Linked DNA regions of Mus musculus: region 1 is linked to region 2. Evidence: chromatin contacts called from public Hi-C data. All regions are on one chromosome and are shown on one strand. The core of a region is the stretch at or near the end of the contact, and the rest is flanking DNA. Distances in the headings are between cores, read along the strand shown. Region 1 overlaps Gm14812 (predicted gene 14812). Region 2 has its middle 17 kb from the start of Gm46674.

Region 1 (5,517 bases), core at 1,763-4,262, 200 kb before region 2:
CTTGTCACAAGCTGTGCTAAACTCCAGACATAGCCACACAATAAAATGTCAGTGTAGTTACAAATGTAAATGGGGCCAAGCTGGCCCAAACAAGAATCCATTACTTGGGGCTGGAGAGATGGCTCAGTGGTTAATAGCATTGACTGCTCTTCCAGTGGTCCTGAGTTCACTTCTCAGCAACCATCTGTAATAGGATCCGATGCCCTCTTCTGGTGTGTCTGAAGTCAGCTACAGTGCACTCCTATACATAAAATAAATAAATCTACAAGCCATCTTGTCAGCCCTCACATTTTATTTTAAGTCAAGGTTTTTCCTATATAGAACTCACTCTGTAACCTAGGCTGGCCTCTAACTCTCTATCTTCCTGCCTCAGCCTCCCAACTGCTAGTATGTGCCTTTCTGAAACCGACATTGACTCCAGCATCACCCAGGTCCTGACTTACTAGCCTCTTTTTGCACCTTGGTACCCTCTTTCCTTAGAGACAGCTCTATCAGGGACAAAGGTCTTGGGGGAAGCTTTGGACCATGCTTTCTTTCCCATCCCTGAGCTACCAGCCAGCTTCTCCTCTGGCCTTTCTTGGAATCATGTGATGCTCTAGCAACCTGACAGTGGCTCTCCCTATCTGTATATTTTCTTTGATACAGTCTCTCCTCTCTCTGAAGCTCAAGCTGTCCACGAATTTACATCAATCTTCTTGCCTTTGCCTGGAGTCATATGATTATGGGTATGAGCAACCATACCTGGCCTGTCTCTTGATTTCATTACTGTCTGACCTCTCGCAGTAATGATAAGCAGTTTGATGAAGCTTCCTTTTCAGTCAGGGTCTTGCTATGTAACCCAAGCTGGTTTTTACTTCTATCCTCTACCTCAGTTCCCTCCTGGCATGTGTGTGCCAACACTCTTGATTTCGAGACACTTTTTTCTTTCCATTTTATGTACACATATGTGTACACTGAGTTTTGATAAAAATGGGACTATGCACACACACACACACATACACACATTGTTTTTATTGTGGGTTGTAATGCAAAAACAAAATGGTTCAAAGTACTATTCTATAGTCTAGTTGTTGGACTTTGATCCAGCCCCTTCTGCCCTTTGGCCCTCTTTTCTCTTGATGGGGAAGTTGGATTGTAATCTTTCCTCCTGCATTCAAGGGGTATTTCAGGAAGCCCTTTGAACATAGAGATATGCTGTGTACACAGAAGCCACTGTGCATGCTGCACACACAGAACTTACCCCAGACGGTCTGCATAGAGGAGGCATCCTTTTAATGGTGCACGTTTCCCCTTCTTTCTCTTTCTTCCCTAGGAACTCACAGCCACCGCCATCCATCCGGATGACACCATGGTGTCTCCATTGTGGGAATCACGGGCTACAAATGGGAACACTCAATTTGGAAGCTCCTAACAAGTTTCTAGAGGGCAGAAAATAAAGAATAGCATTCTGGATAGGATGTACATGGACTGCCTCCTTTTTGTCCAGGGGCTTGGATAGGTTTCCCTTCCCTCCCCTTGCCTCCCCTCTCTCTCCTCTCACCTTCTTTTCTTTCTTCCTTTCCCATTCAACAGACGGATAGCTTGCAGAGGTGCTGTGCTGTAGTGAGTAGAGAGGGCACACTGTATGGAGATACCTTGCAGAGGTAGTTGGCCCTTGGATGTGGACATACTGGTATCGGGGTCCTTCTCTCAACTTTGTATCCACCTGGGTGGCAGAGACTTATTTCTCAGTAGCGCCAACCTCAGGCACCTCATGTGTGAATAGACCCGATGAACTCTTCCTTTGCGGAACCATTCTGAGGTACCTCTTAGCTGTCACATGGAAATGACCAGTGCAAGAAAGAGCTAACTAGCCTGGTGTCACAGCTATTATCAGAACACTCAAGGCTTTGAGGCAGGAGGATTGCAAATTTTAGGCTAGCCTGGAATAAATAATGAAGCTTTGTCTCAGATACCCCCACCCCCATCCAAAAGAAAAGAAAAGAAAAAAGAAAAGAAAAAGAAAAAAAGAGAAAAAGAAAGAGAAAAAGGAAAGAAAAGATGATGGCCCCTCTGCGCTCCTGGGAGCCCCTGCCCACACATTCCTAGTTTAGCCCCAGGGAAGCATAGGAGATCTGCCAACATGTGTAGATGTGCATGCATGTCTGCGTGTGTGTGTGTGTGTGTGTGTGTGTGTGTGTGTGTGGTTTGTTTATATAAATGAAGGACGGTGCTTAAGGGGATCTGTTTCTAGCTTCCTTAGGGGAGAGGGCCCTCATCCACTTTCTTTTTCCAGGCCAACATTTCATCTCAAAACACAGGTACATTGTTTCTATTTTTGAGCTTTCGTTTCCACAACTGTCTTAACAGGCTCAGTGTCTGGTCTTTTGTGCCAAGACCCTGGGCAGAGAGTAGAAGTGAGTGAGCATGAGGCCACAGTACTGGCCCTTGGCCTCTGGCCCTCTGTGGGTGGGATTCCTGTGTGGCCTTGCCTCTGATCTAAGCACCTGAGGCTCCCAGAGAGACAGGAGGAGACCTGCTTAGGAGGGTGGGCTCCTGCTCCCACCCCCTAGCTGCCAAACAACCTTGAGGCAATATGTGTGGCCGGACAATCAGGCCCAGGCCTGGGAATAGCAGCACAAGTTTACAGACTCAATCCCATTAGAGATGGAAGAGACCCAAGTTGGCCCATGGCCCCACTGGGTGGAGGGCAGCAAATGGCCAGTGGCTTGCCTGCTCCTTGGGAGGGGTCTGGGTAGGAGGCCAGTGCCTCAGCAAGATGGAGCTGACACTGAGGCCCTCTGCAGCCGGACAAGGGGACAAGGCAGCGATCCAGGGCCCTGCTTCCTGGTGTAGCTAGCCTGCCTCTTCCAGCCCAGTTCCCAAGGTAGGAGTCTCTGCACTGACTGGCTAAGCTCTCCATTTCCCACCCCATCCATCCTTTTTTCCCCCTGACCCTGGGCTTCCTGCTCCTCCTCTTCCTCGTCCTTGAAGCCTACTTGGCTGTTTACACCTCAAAGATATTTGTAGATTGCTATCTCTGGAGGCTGTTGGCCTGACTCATCCCTGAGCCAAGCCCTGTCTGTTGGCTTCTTTAATCTTTCTCGCTCAGCCAATCCTTCCTCCCCTTTAATCGTTTGTTCTCTCTCCCTCTAAAAGCCCTACAGCAAGTCTGGCTCCCCACTTCTCCAAGCCTGCCTGGTCTTTTCTTGAGAATTCAAGGGAGCCCACATGCTACTGTCTCCCCACGTTGGACCCAGAGCAAAATGGCAAAGGCCACTGAGGCTTCTTCAAGGGCTTTTGGTCAGTAATTGATAAGTGAAGTGACACCCAAGTTGAAAGTCCCTTTTGTTCTTCTAGGTTTCCCTTAGGAGACCAGGAGATGTCAGGGTGGACCTTGTCATTCCATTTCTGATCCTTCCCAGCTCAGCCCATCTATTCACGCATCCTCCTTGCTCTTCCTCTTGCACTGGCTCTGCTACTCTGTCCATCAAGGTTCTTCTCTGCTCCCTTCCTCTGTCTCTGCCTCTTTCAATTGCACTACTAGTTTGGAAGGCACCACTCCCACCCCCACCCCACCCCCATTCCTACATGCTATAGAAGACAGTCTGATCCTGTGGGCAGGGCTCTCCAGAGAAGAAAAGAGCCTAGGTACAAGGACCTGGCCCAGGCTTTCCTCCAAGTCCAGAGAGGCAGAGGTGCGAATGGCTTCCTGATGGTGACAAGATGCTTAGGATAGGAACGGGCCTGAGAGTCGGGCAGACTTGTTTGCATGGGAGGCTCATTTTATATATAGAAACAAAACCAGTCTCTGGGGATTTCCCACTTTTTAAATGTCTCTGTTCCCTGGAGCTCACATCTTGGTGTGTCCTGGCTTCATGCCTCTCTGGGCCACGGTGTCTCCACCTATGCAATGAAAAACACTTGGATTATAGGGCTTCGGAGGTTCTTCCAGCTGAACCTCTGTGTGACCTATCAGACACTATCTTGGTCATGCCTCCATGGAGGTCCCTGCTGGGGAGGGGGAGGTGCTCAGGGTGGTATCTCTGTGAAGCCTTGGGTATCACCATCCCTGGCCCTCAGGTTTTCTCATGGGTGTCTTGTTAGGAAAGGCTAAAGTCTGTCTAGAAAGAGAGCTGTGGGCCAGTGGCAGGTTCAGGCCTAGGGACTGTGGCAGCAGCATAGCCCCTTCCCCTTCCTACCCATCTTCTCCCCTCACTTCCTTTCCCTTCTCTCCTCCCGTGCTCCTCAGGAACACTCAGTGCCTCAGCAGCTAGCAGCTTTAAAGCCACACAGAGGGCAGGGCAGAGAGCAAGGGAGAAAAGGACAGAGGGGGAAGATAGGCAAGCAGAGACACCAAGGGAGGTAGAGACAATAAAGGACACATAGATAGGGATCTAGAGGACATGCTGGCAGAGAGGCAGACAGAAAGGGGTGTGTAGACAAGAAGAAAGGACAACGATTACACAGAGAGAGGGCAGGGAGAGACAGATGGGTTTCAAAGACCCAAAGGTGACTGAGCCAGGCATAAAGAGAGCCAAAGCAAAAAGACTGATGAAGGAAAGTTGGTGGAGACCTAGTCTGGGAAGGAAGAAGAGAACAAAGGAAGGAAGGAAGGAAGGAAGGAAGGAAGGAAGGAAGGAAGGAAGGAAGGAAGGAAAAAAGGAAGGAGCTAAGGAGGGAAGGGAGGGAGGGAGGGAGGGAGGGAGGGAGGGAAGGAGGGAAGGAAGGGAGGAAGGGAGGAAGGGAGGAAGGAAAGAAGGAAGGAAGGAAGGAAGGAAGGAAGGAAGGAAGGAAAAAAGGAAGGAGCTAAGGAGGGAAGGGAGGGAGGGAGGGAGGGAAGGAGGGAAGGAAGGGAGGAAGGGAGGAAAGGAGGAAGGAAAGAAGGAAGGAAGGAAGGAAGGAAGGAAGGAAGGAAGGAAGGAAGGGAGGATCGAGCTGTTAGCTTAGGGCTTAGCCAGTGCTGAGCCTGTGAGCCTGCAGGCTGACACAGCACATTCTCCCGGCACCCCCTGCCTCCATTGCTTGCCTTCTGCTTTGCTCCCTGACTCCTTATCACTGGGCCCTCCCTCCACTGAGAAAGAGGCCCTGTCCTTTTTGTGTCCTGCTGTCATTCTAGGCTAAGCTTAGCTGATGCTCCTAGCACTTTCCCCAGCCCTTCTTTGACTCAGCAACAACCCTGGTACTCAGGTGGGGAGGCAGCAGGTGCCCACCCCAGGGAGAAAGGGCAGCTTCCCAACTTCTCAGCAGCCCAGAGAGAAGTGGGGGGTTTGGGAGGTAGCCAGTGCCTGCCTCACTGGCTTGCAAACTCCTGTAGATTGCTGTCATCTCCTGGAGAGATTGCCAGGATCCCAGGGGCCTGAAGTTCTGAGCTAGGACTTAGGCATGAGCCCAGGATTGTGGTTCACTGCTGAAGTCAGCCCGACCTGAGTGTGTGGTGGCTCCAGGGGGCTGGCTGCTCTTAATTCCTAAATGGAAGCAGATCCCCTTTCCCCCAAACCATCCTTGATGATGATGGTCAGAGATGGATAGGCTGTC
Region 2 (5,464 bases), core at 377-2,876:
AGTGCAAGAGCTTTCTCCCAGAATCTCCACAGCTTACAGCTTTTTTGTCAGCCTCCCATGGCCTTCCCTGGACTTGCCCCAGGCCACACCTAGCTGGCCGCTGTGACTGGCTGGCCTGGCCTCTGCCTGCCTCCTCGGCAGCCTGGGCCGGGTGGTCCTTAATTGCTTCCTGTCCTCGCAGGCTCTGTTTGTTTGCACTGCAGCAGCTCCCTCACACCCCAGCACACCGGAGGCAAAGCAGAGGCGCTGCCCAGCAGTGTGGGGCTCCTGGGGCCCAGCCCCCAGCTAGTTCTCAGATGTTGGGCCAGCCCTCCCCAGACCTACCATCTGGAGCCCAGGAACCCAGTGAAACCCTGGAGACACCCCCTTTCAGCCCCCTCCCTCAGCTTCCGCCTCCCACCCTCACCATCCCCCTCCAGCATCTGGTCTTGCCCTCAGCTGGGGGGGGGGGCACAAAAACACTCAACAGGTGGCAGTCCATAGTGAAGCCCTGATAGACTTGGGGGGACCAAGATCTCTCTCTTTCCTTAAGCCACCATTACCAGCTGCAGGCCAGTGAAACTCAAGCACTATGTCCAAATAACACCTACTCTCTCCGAGACTACGATGAAAACGAACAGACCTCGGCTTCAAACTGGCCACTCCGTGTTTGACATTAAAACATCTTTAGCATGCCCTTGCTGTCCTATAGTATGGGGCTAATGCACTATAACACACATTTGTGAAGCTGAGTGAGCCAATGAGCCTATAGTCCAGGCGCAATGGAGTAAGGGTCGCTTGTGAACCTAACTTCCTGGTTTCGCTGGGATGCGTTAGGAGCAGGTGAGAGGTGTTCCCTGGACATCTGTTTCCAGGGGCCATCTGCTCGGAAGATTCCCTTGAATCTCCATTTGAATGAATAGCCCTCTGTCCTCCTAACTCAGAAGCCGGTCCCACAGTTCTGCCCCCAGATTCTTCCGTAGGAAGGAAGCCTTCTTCTACTTTTGAACCCACAGCTTCTCCTGACATTTCAGCTTTTCTCCAATCCAGTCATTTTACCAATGGAGCCATCATGTCCTTTCTGAGCTTGCTGCCCACATCATCCACTCCCAAGTGGATGCCTTCTCCCTGTGTCTAGGGACATCATGCCACACAACCCTGTACCTCTCTGACCCACCACACCCTAGGAATCCTAACCTTAATTACACTGAGAAATCTTCTGCCCCACAACTGGACAAAGGCTCAGACTAGATGACAGGAGAATGGAGACTTGCTAGGGATGGTGTGTTATCTGGGAGCAGAGGGGTTCTGACCATGTAGCACTTGGTTTCCAGGACTCCTGGGCTGTGTCCCTCCCTCCCATGGACTGTGTCCCTCCCTCCCAGCCTCTGCCCTGAACTTTTAGGCATAGAAGGAGACAGGGACCTGAAGCTATGCACGGGGAGTCCGAGGGCCCCCGGGCGGAGGTAGGGGGTCGCTGCAGAGAGCTCAGCCGCCAGCAGCCCCGCCCTGAGTCTTTCGCGGCTGGGGAGGCGCCACAGTCGGCTGGGGGTCTCGGGCACGGACGGGACACTACCCTGGCCTTAGGGCCGCCGCCGCGGGCTTGCGCCGCCCCGCCCAGGCCCGAGGAGAGCGCCGTCAGCAGAATTCCGCGCGCCCCGCTGTGGGCCGTGTTTACCCTGCCGCCCGCCAGCGTCTCGCTGCTGCGCAGCCCAAGGCCGAGGCCCGCCGCGGCGACACCGATGGACACACAACCCCGGAGGCCCGGCTGGCTGCGGGGCGGCGGCAGGGAGCGCTGGCCCTCGATAGAAAGAAACATTGGGCGCGCTGCTGCAACCACCGGACCCTTGAGGCCCTTTCTTGTTGAGAATGCGGGTGCCCGCAGAGCCCAACGCGCAGCTCCGCAAGGGCCATGACCGGAGGTGCCAGACAAAGCCCGCAGAGCGGAGAGAGACAGTGATGGCAGAAGGGCTTGCGCCTGAGGCAGAGCTTGGGGACAGAACGCCTAGCTCCAGCCCTCACAATGCCCTCACCCAGGTGGGTGGCTGACCTGGGTAAGGGCCCTCCTTTCTTCCTGGCCTGCATTTCTCAAGTTGTCCCAGGAAGAGTAAATTCAGGAACGTGGGACCACAAGAAGCCGAGAGTATGTGTCCGGCCCCCCACTCGCCCCCCCTGCACCCCCTACCCAGGGGACAGCTGCCACTCAGCTCCAGCTGTCTGTTGCCTGTGAAAAGAGAGCACGGGATTACTAGATCTTCAGGGTTTTTTTAGAAGTTATAAATCTGAATGTTTATGTAAAAATCTCCTGAATTTTAAATGATGAGAGCTAATTTCTTCATCATGTAGGCACTGTGCAAGCCAAAGCAAACACTTTGGAGGTTTTAAGTGGTCCATAAGGTGACTGTTTATGGCAGTCTCTAAGGCCCACGTGGGCTCTGACAATGGCCACATGTGTAGCTCCATCACCATTCTGACTGGAGTCCAAACCTCATCCAAATGTCACGCCCTCCCAGAGCCACCAGGAGGAGGCTGCCTTGCCCTGGCATCGGGTCCCTGAGAACACATGGTTCAACATGTCCAGACTTACGGTGGCCTTTCTCTTTTGGTGATCCAATGCCACCTCCATTTTGTTTCTGAGGCAGCATCCTGTATACACACACACACACACACACACACACTCACACACGGGGAGGGGGGGACAGAGAAGAGACATCAAGAGACACACAGCCATAGAGAGAGACAGAGACACAGAGAAAGACATACAGAGAGAGATAAAAATAGAAAAGGAAGAAGAGAGAGACAGAAAGAGAAAGACAGAGACAAAGACTCTCCAGGCCTTCCTGGGCCTGGACAACATGGCACCGATAGATTCTACACTATCACATCCAATGATGGCCTGTCACTCACTATTACATGGACTAAAAGAGGCAGTGCCCCAAACGCTCATTGGCCTACAAGTGTCTTTTAATCCTGGAACTGAAATTCCGGGGCCACCACCCTGACATGGTGGGAAGGCAGAGAAGGGAGGGAGGGAATAGAGTATCTTGCTATGGGCCTTCCCTGAGACCTCCCAGTCCCAACTCCTTCCCACTCCACAGCCCACGAAGCCCAGCCAAGCATGACAAGGGTTAATTGGATACCCCCAGCTGGAATCATAGAATCATAAGGCTGGAACGAACCTCGGAGGTCATCCAGCAGGGGTAGAAGAGAGATTTTAATTACCCAATCCAGCTGGCTTGGAAGTACCTCACCTCATCCCTCCGCTCAAGCCCAAGTGGGGGAGGAGACAAGGCCCAGAAAGGGCTGCTAGGCCTGGAGCCTCTCTGAAGGGTAGGCCCTAACCACGTCAGTCACATTCCTATCAGCAACCCCTCCCCCACCCGCAGCAGGGCCTAGCTTTGGATGGACACTCAGTTCTTGGCTGGATAACAGGCAGGGCTGCTGGTAGCTGGAGAAACTGTGAGTTGTTAGCATGCTAGACCACGAAGCAAGTGGCCAGGGCTCTAGGATAAGCTCTGCTCGCAGTCACTAGCTATGAAAAGGCAGGCTATACCGCACCTTTTCACATCCACTTCGGTGCCTCCTTCCATGGCTCTGGGTTAGTGACCCTCCAGGTCAGCTGCCTGGGCTCCCATTCCAGAAGTTTCTGAGCCTCTTTACTATCTAGTCTAGCCTGTGCTACACATGCATCTGAACTCCACTCTTGATGGTGTCATATATGAAAAGCCTTCCCTCTCACCATTTGGATAGCGTGGGGGTGGGGGGGAACTAACCTGGTTATTGCTAAAAGATTCAAAGCCAGATACCAAGAAGGACTTCCTGAAGCTGGAACTTGCAACCGAGGCTGGTAGCCAGGTGGAGTCTTCTGGAGACTGAGAACTGAAAACCCCATAGGGAATTGGGAGTACAGTAGCATAAAGGATGGGCTGGGGGACATTGCCACCAATATCCCTAGGTCCAGAACCTAGTGTGTGGGGGTCAAGGCTCCCAGGATTAGGGCAATAGCCACCCAGCCAATTTCCTGCTAATGAAAGTTAAGGGCATTAGCCCCAGGGACAGGCAGCTGACTTGAGGTGGGCTCATAGCTGCCATGGCCTCTGTCCAGAAGCCACCCAGAGGTAGAACCTAGCTGAAGTAGGCAGAATCGGGTCCTCCCCTACCAGGCAGAGAAATGGACTTCCCTTGGGAGAGCTACAGATGACTTTAAAGGGAGTTCTGCATTATCCCCCCCCCCTTCTGTAAGAGTCCTGAGGGGTCACTAACACTTCTAAGTGGCATCTTCTGTGGGGAAGTTCCCACTGGCTGCAGGCCCAGCCGGTGTCATTTCAACCCAACCCCTTTCCCACAGCTGAGCTGTGTGTTTATTCCAGCCCAGGAACTCAAGCTTGCTCACATTGGAAGTTCTTCTTTAGATCATTCCTCTATGCCTCCTGCTGTGGTACCTCACTCCTTTTTCCTTTTATCCTGCCCCAATGTGGAAATGAAGCCCTCTTTGGTCCCTGAAATGGAACAAAGCTTGGATTTTAGAATGATCCTGTGGTTTAGGAGGTAATCACAGTGCCCCGCCACCTCCATTCCCCATGCCTGCCAGCCCTGCCAGTTCCCTCCTGAGAAATGGCCCAGGCTGTGGGGATTAGAGGAAAGGTCTAGGAGCAGGCTGGCTAAGCAGGGCTGAGTGTGGAAGACAGAAAGAGGAAGGGGAAAAGGAGGGAGGGCCAGGCCAGGGTGGCCTTTGGGTTAAGTCAGATAATAACCCTAAACCACCTGCCGCGTGAGCCGAGTATAAATCACTAATCGGTTTGAGACTTCACATAGGCTAATGAATTTCTCTATCCAAGGAGTCTCTCCAGAGCCACACCCCCTGGCAGGTGGCCAAGCATGGAGTTTTCTGGGGCCTGGCGTAGGGGCAGCTTGTGGGATCTTCCAGCCTGCCCCCTCCTAGTTCCCTCTACTACATGTAGCCTGCTAGGTCTGAGAGCTGAGAAAAGCCAGTGACATGTGGGGCTCTGGACAGCTGTGGGCCCCAGGGACCTGGCCATAGGTGGCCACTCTCTCTGGGTTATGATGTATACTCATCTACAGGAGGGGTGATCCCACTTGCCTTGTGGAGTTGTGAATAATAAAAGCAGAACTAAGGGCCTAGTAGCCAAGTGCCTGGCGTGCAGTATGTACTCGGTCGATCAGCCATAGTCTTCTCAGCCTCTCATATTATGGAGAGAAGGGCAAGCTGGAAGGGTGTGGCTTGGTGCTAGAGGACTTACCCAGCCTGCTCAAAGCCCAAGACTCCACTCTTACTTAGTACCTCAAATAAAACAAGATGTGCATATGAACCTAGGAGGCTGTGAGTTCCTCACTCCCAGGGCAAGCTGCTAAAGTCAGTGGGTTCTACTACTCCGACTTTGAATCAGGAGGGGCAGAGCTAGGCAGCACATAGACAGCAATGTCCTGTCCTAGAGCAAGCATCAAGTGACCTAAGGACATGGGC

Evidence for each region. Hi-C and Micro-C count contacts between places; a contact is called where the count stands out from the background.
Region 1: a Hi-C map of uterus shows a contact between it and region 2, with 5 times the contacts expected there. The contact joins two enhancer-like sites. A contact is called at or near these places in 4 of 484 Hi-C or Micro-C datasets (the N1E-115 cell line, nephron progenitors and uterus), 1 of 115 datasets of contacts at active chromatin or transcription factors (extraembryonic endoderm stem cells) and 1 of 9 other capture datasets (embryonic stem cells).

What each region holds. Positions count from the first base shown.
Region 1 is chrX:99,416,151-99,421,667 of GRCm38.p6, reverse strand. The region is part of intron 6 of Gm14812 (predicted gene 14812); the gene reads left to right. Among named protein-coding and RNA genes, the nearest start is that of Gm14812, 25 kb to the left of the region's middle. Within about 2 kb of position 3,012, at least 13 of the 459 cell types and tissues checked have an H3K27ac peak or open chromatin away from gene starts, as enhancers often do. A contact at or near this core is called in uterus, where this site is marked.
Region 2 is chrX:99,213,158-99,218,621 of GRCm38.p6, reverse strand. No RefSeq gene overlaps it. Among named protein-coding and RNA genes, the nearest start is that of Gm46674, 17 kb to the right of the region's middle. Within about 2 kb of position 1,626, at least 145 of the 459 cell types and tissues checked have an H3K27ac peak or open chromatin away from gene starts, as enhancers often do. A contact at or near this core is called in uterus, where this site is marked.